2 separate regions of the Zea mays genome follow, and region 1 is linked to region 2. The links are chromatin contacts, called in public Hi-C maps. All regions are on one chromosome and are shown on one strand. Each heading gives the region's core, a stretch centred on a gene start, on an enhancer-like site or on the middle of the called end of the contact. The rest is flanking DNA. Distances are from core to core; before and after follow the strand shown. Region 1 holds the start of LOC103629163 (acetylornithine aminotransferase, mitochondrial). Region 2 holds the start of LOC541961 (knotted related homeobox 5).

The links. A called contact is a pair of places that touch in the nucleus more often than the background predicts.
Region 1: a contact with region 2 is called in a Hi-C map of leaf, with 5 times the contacts expected there. The contact joins the promoter of LOC103629163 here to the promoter of LOC541961 in region 2. A contact is called at or near these places in 9 of 25 Hi-C or Micro-C datasets (bundle sheath, ear, leaf and 3 more) and 1 of 3 datasets of contacts at active chromatin or transcription factors (leaf).

Annotation. Positions count from the first base shown.
Region 1 is chr6:32,062,538-32,066,307 of Zm-B73-REFERENCE-NAM-5.0, forward strand. LOC103629163 (acetylornithine aminotransferase, mitochondrial) reads right to left here and starts at 1,938. Exons shown (of 3, transcript NM_001346846.1): 1 at 1,538-1,938; 2 at 983-1,417; 3 at 1-658. The coding sequence starts at 1,930. The coding sequence ends at 119. It also overlaps the pseudogene LOC103629164.
Region 2 is chr6:31,926,486-31,930,502 of Zm-B73-REFERENCE-NAM-5.0, forward strand. It overlaps LOC541961 (knotted related homeobox 5), which reads left to right and starts at 2,678. Exons shown (of 5, transcript NM_001111615.2): 1 at 2,678-3,359; 2 at 3,480-3,596; 3 at 3,682-3,811. The coding sequence starts at 3,156.

The DNA of each region.
Region 1 (3,770 bases), core at 688-3,187, 140 kb after region 2:
CAAAAAAAAAAAGAGTTTGTTTCAATGAACACAACAACATTGGCCCGACATGAAATTTATTCGATTCCAAAATTTGGAATCAGGTTTCATATCCGGACCTATTGCACCACCATATACATTAGGCAGCAGCAACGACATCGAGCGCCGGTAGACAGTCCCTTATGACATCCGCGGCATGCTCCAGCTCCTTCTCCGAGACGATGAGCGGCGGCACCAGCCTCACCACATTGCCCTTACCGGCAGTCAGCACGACGACGCCGGCGTCCAAGCACGCGTCGACCAGAGGACCAGCTGGCACGTCCAGCTCGACGCCGACGAGAAGGCCGACCCCGCGGACCTCCCTCACGTGCGGGTTCCCGCTCAGCTTGGCGCGGAGCAGCTGCTTGAAGCTCTCCCCTTTCCTCGACACCTCGGCCAGGAAACCGGGTCTCGTGATCTTGTCGAACACCGTTATCGCGGTCTGGCAGGCGAGAGGCCCGCCGCCAAACGTCGTGCCGTGGTCGCCGTAGTTTATGGCTGCGGCGATCTTCTCCTTCACCAGGACAACGCCGATGGGAATGCCGTTGGCCAGTGGCTTCGCTAAGGTCATTATGTCTGGTTCCACTCCGTACGCCTCATGCGCCCAGAGGTGGCCTGTGCGCCCGAAACCACACTGCACCTGCGTTTGTTTAGAAAGCATATACGTACCACCATTACTACATCTCATGGCTGACAGATTGATGCAGCTTGAAAACTAAGGAATGTGACCATGATGTGTCGCTGGGTTGAAGATAGGAATGCAGAACAGAGTCACAGCTTGACTCTGCTACATTATCTCTTGTATATGGACTGTATGCCTAAAGTTCATAGTGGAATGCATGGCTACAACTAAATTGTGCGCGTTTCGTGCTTTGTAAACGAAATATGAATTACTAGCAATATCATCGGGTTCTCGATATGAACAGAGATTCAGAGAAGAGAGATGGGACAGAGTACACCGTACCTCATCAAAGACCAAGAGGGCTCCCGCCTCGTCACAGGCGTCCCGCAGCCCCTGCAAGAACTCCCTGGTGGCACTGTGAATGCCACCCTCACCCTGCACGGGCTCGACGAAGACAGCAGCGACCCTGCCGGACCGTACGAACTTCTTGGCCGCCTCCAGATCGCCGTAATCCACGAAGGTCACCCCAGGCATGACGGGCGCGAAGGGCTCCCGGTACTGCGACTTGCTGGTGAGCGCGACGGCGCCCATGGTCCGGCCGTGGAAGCTGCTGCTGAACGCCAGGAACTCCGTGGGCGGGTCGCCGCTCTCCGGGTGTGCGGCCCGCTGGAACTTGCGGGAGAATTTGATGGCCGCCTCGTTGGCCTCCGTGCCAGTGCTGGCGAAGAAGGCGCGGTCCGCGAACGACACCTCAACGAGCCGCTTGGCTAGCTCCACCTGCGACAGCGAGGCGCTTCTGCAGATGAAGCAGAGAAAAATGGGCCGGCCGGAGCAATGCGTCGAACACATGGCGAGGGAAGCGGGGGAGGGAGGATCGGAGGGAGCAGGAGCACCCACCTGGGGTTTGGTGTAGAAGACGTTGCTGACGTGGACGACCTTACCGGCCTGCTCCGCGATGGTGGCGCACACGTCTGGGTCCGCGTGGCCGAGCGCCGTGACGGCGATGCCGGCGGCCATGTCGAGGTACTCGCGGCCGTCGGTATCGTAGAGCTTGCACCCGCGGCCGTGCTCGAAGACGACGCGGGACCGCTTGTAGGTGCCGACGAGGTACCGCGCCTCGCCGTCCACGACGGCCAGGCTCGCGGCCGACAGCTCCCGCCGCGCCGCCCCCACGGCGGCCGCGGTGGTCGGGGGCGGCGGAGCGAGGAAGGCCGCGACGCGCGCGCGGCGGGACGGAGCGGCCCAGCCGGCGGCCGGTTTGACGGCGAGAAAGGACTGGAGCGAGGCCATGGCAGATCGGAGTTTGGGGGGGGGGGGGGGGGGGGGGGGGCGTGCGGGACGCCACCAGCGTCTGGTTGCGTTGGGGATTTTTAGACGGAAACGTGTGTTGCGTTTCGGAGTAGGGTTCCGGGAAAGATACCAGTCATTCACTCTGTCAGAAATGTGCGATTGCGTCGGTCGGGCCCGCATAGAAGTGAGACGGAGTAGCCGAGTAGTAGGTGCCTCTGCATACGGCGGCGCTGCGCGGTTGGTTGGTCAGGGCGTCAGGCTAGGCAACGGAGAAATACCGTCCGGCAATCTCTGCTACTCCTTAGACTAGCTCCAACAATGAGCTCTAAAGGGTCCTGTACTCTAAATTTAGAGGACGCGGACGTCCTCTACTCCCTACAGCAACGTCCTCTAAACGGTCCTCTAAATTTAGAGAACGCTGCTGGATCCTCTATATATAGAGTTTCTCTAAACGGTTCTCTATCTATTTGAATACTTTAAACAACCGGTTTAATAAAACTAAAATATGTACAATACATTTGAGAGTATGACAAATACGTATGTACAAAAATTAAAAAATTAAAAATGTCTTTAATATAGGTATTTACATATAGAGGACGTGATTTAGAGGACATTGTTGGAGAGAAAGTAGATATAGGAGATGGAATCTTTTAGAGAAGACTGTAAAGGACGGATATAGAGGATGTATATAGAGGACGTTGCTGGAGACAGCGGCACCCTCTGCCGCCGCGCCGCGATGCCCGCCAATCACGCCAGCGCGTTCTCCGTGTTCCGCCAATCTCACAGCAGCGCGCTCGGCAAACTCTCTTCCCCACCGCGGTCCCCCCTTCCCCACCCACCGGAGACCGCGCCCTTCCCCCTTCCCCACAGCGGCCACCGGATCTGGCATGGCACACACCTGAGATTGCGCTCTTCCCCACCGGATCCAGCTTGGCGCACACCGGAGACCACGCCCTTCCCGCTTCCCCACCGCGGCCACCGGATCCAGCATGGCACACGCGCGCTCCGGCATGGCGCATCCACAGCGCGAACGCCCGAAATGGAGCAGCGAGCATCCATGTACCCATCGGAGACCAGGCCATTCACCACCGCAGTCCCCACCCCACCCCATCCCCCGCGCATCACGCCCAACCCGCATCCGGATCCGGAAACTTTCATTCACCTCCCATGGTCGCTCTCCCCTGTTCGGATCTAACATTCGAGAGTTTGGTTCGGTCTCAAGCAGCGACGGCGTCACGGGCGTGGCATCGAACGCGGACGCGGTGGCGATGTGGATGTGGATGGTGTCCTGCAGGGCGCCCTGCGGCTGGTGCTCAAGTCCACAGGCGACACCACACCTTCATCCTCGGTGCCTTCCACAACACCCCCAACATCCCGACGGCTGGGCGACACGGGACGCGCGCTCCTCACGGTCTCCAACATCCCGTTGGGTCGCCACCGCCTCTGCTGCAGTATCCACCATAAGACTACTCGGTGGAGGGCAAGGTCAAGGCATCATTCTGCTGTGTCAAGGCCATGTGCTCCGAGCTCATCCATGTCTGGTATGGATCACACCGTCTTCTTTACCTCTGCACTGCCCCTTTTATCGGGTCCTCCGTTCTTCTGGTAATGGGGTACCGTGAAATTCTGTTTCGTTGCCATAGTGGAAATTGCAGCTGCAATGCATGAGGGAAGGTTGTTGGGTGTGTTTGGCTAATTCTCTCCCAAAATGTGGAAGAAAATATGTTCTGGGATTGTGTAGGATTGTTTCCCTGGTTATAGGCAAAAACTTAATGGAGCTCTGCTGCGATTACTTTTAGCTCTGTGTTAATTAACCCTAATTTTGTTCAAAAACATTTGA
Region 2 (4,017 bases), core at 1,428-3,927:
TCCGTCTCGTCGGATGCCAGCTCTGGGCGGGAGACGCGGTTCCGTCTCGTCCGAGGCCAGCTTTAGGCAGGAAACGTGGTTCCGTCTCGCCCGAGGCCACCCTCGGACGAGAGATGCAGTTCTGTCTCGCCCAAGGCTAGCTCTAGGCGGGAGACACGGTTCCGTCTCGTCCGAGGCCGACCTCGGACGGGAAACGTCGTTCCATCTCATCCAAGGCCAATCTTGGGCGGGAGATACAGTTCTGTCTCGCACGAGGCCATCTCTAGCGGGAGACGTAGTTCCATCTCGACCGAGGTCAACCTCAGACGAAAGACGTAGTTTCGTCTCCCGAAGCAAACTTCAGACGAGAGACGTAGTTCCCTCTCGCCCGAGGCTAACCTCGGACGGGGAGGCAATTTTGTCTCCCCTAAGGGCAGTCGTGCTTCTGCGTCTGCAGCTCCAAGGGCTTCAGTGCAAACGATCGCTGCTACTCCTAGTTCCCCTTCCCCCGCATGATCTCTGTCCCTTTCCCTATAAAAAATTTAAGAAATATGATTTCAATTTTCAATTTTGCTCCAAAGTCTACATCAAACAGGGCATTATACAAATATGTGAAAATTCATTTTTCTAAAGAGCCATGCAATAATACGGTCTCCATGCAAAAAAAAACACATCTCCCAAGCCTATCCGTCGAGCGCATAAGGCCAAACTTATTTATTTTTATATTCTATTTTAAACTTTACTTTATCTGGTGCAGTAAAATTGTGCGTTACATGATCATATCCATAATCTGATGGTTATAGCCTAAATGAATATGCGTGTGTAATTTTTACACTCATGGGTCACTTCTAGCAGAGTGTGGACGAGGTCTCGTAACACCTTGTCCACTTCCAGACTGGCGGTACTTCTGTCAGCTCTATAGGATTATATATTGTCTCCATAAATCAACACATATCTTTTATGCGCACTTTGTCCCCATTCATGCGCACCCGAGAAAACTTCTCGGTCGGTCACTTATCCCAAATTGCTCCAAGCTAAGCACGCTTAACTTGGAGTTTTTTTCGAGATAGACTTTCGAAAAAAGATGTACTTTATTGATATGAATACACTATTAATTCTATTAACCCTTGGATCAGGATATCACCATCCCAGAATCCATGATATCAGAGGTCTGCTGACTATAGCCTAAATGAATATGCATGTGCAATTTTTACACTCATAAATCACTTCGATAAGAGTGTTGGATAAGGACACGGAAAATGAATTCTTAGCCTTTCATACTCCAAATCAATAATTTCTTTTTACTATACATATCTATATTTGTTGTGGTTTCCAGAACCAAGGAACAATAAGATTTGTGTTCAGTAGAGGTGTTAGTTTGGACTCACTCCAAATGGTGAGCCGCGCGGGGGGGGGGGGGGGGGGAGGGGCTCGAAGGTGGATTTGGGGCGAAGGAGTTATACTAGTTCAGACCGGGACCCTAGTTCAGTGCGGTGCTGCCAGTAGTATTGCTTGGAACGTGTTACAACTGGGTGCTTGTGTGAAGTTGTGGAGATATGAGATGATCTTTGGATGGAGGTTGTCTTGCCCTTTTATAGCTCAATGGTAGACATTACAATGAGGATTTGTATTCTACCAGGGAGGAGTTCAGCCTCCCGCTTCTAGGTCTCGTAGCCCCTATGGTCTCGTCTATTGGGTCGTGCTTCTGTGTATCCCTTATAGAGTCGTCTACCGAGGCGTGCGCTGTCGTACCCCTGGTCTGGTGTAGTGTCTCGTCTGCCTTTAGATGAGTTCCTGTAGCTGCTTCGATTTAGACGTAGCGGTGTTTGGTGGTTCTATTGAGTTAGCTCAAGGCATGGCTTAGGGATGTCTTCAGTACAACTTCATCTTCCTTCATCCTCATATCATCACCTTTCATCATGTGTATACGTACGCCTTGTACGGTGTATTGCCCCGTCCCTTCCGGCGTATGTGTCAGTGTAGAGATCCCGATGCTGAGGTCTCAGCGACTAGGGTTGTCCGGTCCTACTGGTCAGCGGGGATACGTGGTCTGGGCATGGCTTGGTAATGTCTCATCGCGCCGACGTGGCTCGATAGCACCAGGTTGGCTTTCCTAAGAGTCAGTTATCGTCTTGCTGGATTGCTCGGCGGTCTCGCCTCGCTAGGTTGCTCGGCGAGCGGGTTGGTCAGTAGCTTCGCCTCGCTGGGTTGCTCGGCGGATATTGGTTGGGGGGCGAGCTGGTCGGCTTGGTGAGCCGTCCCCAGGAGGCCTTTTGGACCCTCACGCCAAGGTGCTTGGCAGGTGGGTCGCTCGATTCATGGGTTGTATTTGAGAGGCCTTTAGGCCTTCTTTTATGTACCCTGTTCCTAAGTATCCAACAATATTCGTATCCGCATACACTCTTCGCTACATACATCTCTCGTTTACACTCTCGCATTAGAACGTGAGGCTATCTCTAGCATACCTCATATCGCATCCTCTATCTTATTTCTTGTTTTAAACTTCTCAGTATCGTCTACAGTTTTTTCACGCTACGCTAGTCTGACCGCCGGATATAGCCATAGTAGCGAAAAAAAATCAATGAAAATGGGAACATCCATGCACATTTCTTTACATTTTTTTTCTTTCTCGCATAGAAAAAACCACATATTCCCTTCTTCTTTCCCAATCTCACTGGCAGGCACTGCCTCCATCATCCTCTGACTCAGAGAGAGAGAGAGCAGCCGAGCCGGTTCAACCCCATGAATACCGCTGCTGCAGAGATCACGGCCTGCTTCTGCGTCTGCAGCTCCAGCAGTAGCAACAGCAGGGGCTGCAGTGCAAACGACTGCTAGTTCCCCTTTCCCCGCATGATCTCTGCCCCTTCCCCTACCTTCTCTTGTTCTTGCTTGCACGACCCTTTTCCTTGTGCGCTAGCTGCCGCTTCTTCTTCGTCTTCCTGGAGCTCCCCGCATCCACACATGCCCCAAGAACCAGACAATAAAACAACACGGAACCATCGGAGTCTTTTTCTACTACTATTTCCAGCGATTTGATTATATGGATGTGTGCACAGGTGCACGTAGATAGGTAGAATAGAAGGGAGATTATAGCTAGCTAGAGGCAGCGAGCAGCTCGGTTGCTGGGACACGCGATCGAGCTACAGCAAAGAAGACTGCAGGGTGGCGCGGCGGGCATGGAGGATCTGTACAGCATCCACCCGGGGATCTCGCGCCACGGGGCGGCGGCGACTAGCGAGGCGTCCGGGGTCGCCGGTGGACCGGGCTCACCCCCGCCCCCGCCCCCGCCGGCGGCGGATCTGACGGAGCTGGTCAAGGCGCAGATCGCCGGGCACCCACGCTACCCGTCCCTCCTCTCCGCCTACATCGACTGCCGCAAGGTACGGTACCTCGCCGTCGCATCGTGCGGTCGGCTAGCAGTAGCTAGCACCTAGCAGCTAGCTCGCCGACAATAATTACGCCTTGACGACGCGGGTCGGTTTCTTGATTTGGCGTGGCAGGTGGGCGCGCCGTCGGAGGTGGCCACGCTGCTGGAGGAGATCGGCCGGGAGAGGTGCGCCGCCGCCTCCGCCGGCGGGGAGGTCGTCGGCATGGACCCCGAGCTCGACGAGTTCATGGTACGCACGCTAAACCAGTTGTTCTGATTCTTGTGTCGTTATTACATGTGACCGTGGCGACGACGACGGTGGCTGCGGCGCGCAGGAGACGTACTGCCGGTTGCTGGAGCGGTACAAGGAGGAGCTGTCGCGGCCGTTCGACGAGGCGGCGTCCTTCCTCAGCAGCGTCAGGACGCAGCTCAGCTCCCTCTGCGGCGGCGCCGCCTCGCTCTCCGGTAAGTAAGTAAGGCCGGGGGGTGTTTGATCCTCCGGGCGTCTGGCTGGGTTTTGGATGTTGATTGGAAGGATTAAAACATGAGCTAATTATTATAAAACTAATTGCATAAGCGTGGCTAATTCAGGAGATGAAGCTATCCGTGATCAGTTCAGCGGTTTGCTACAGTAAACATATAGATCTGGTTTTATAATCAGTTCGTCTTTT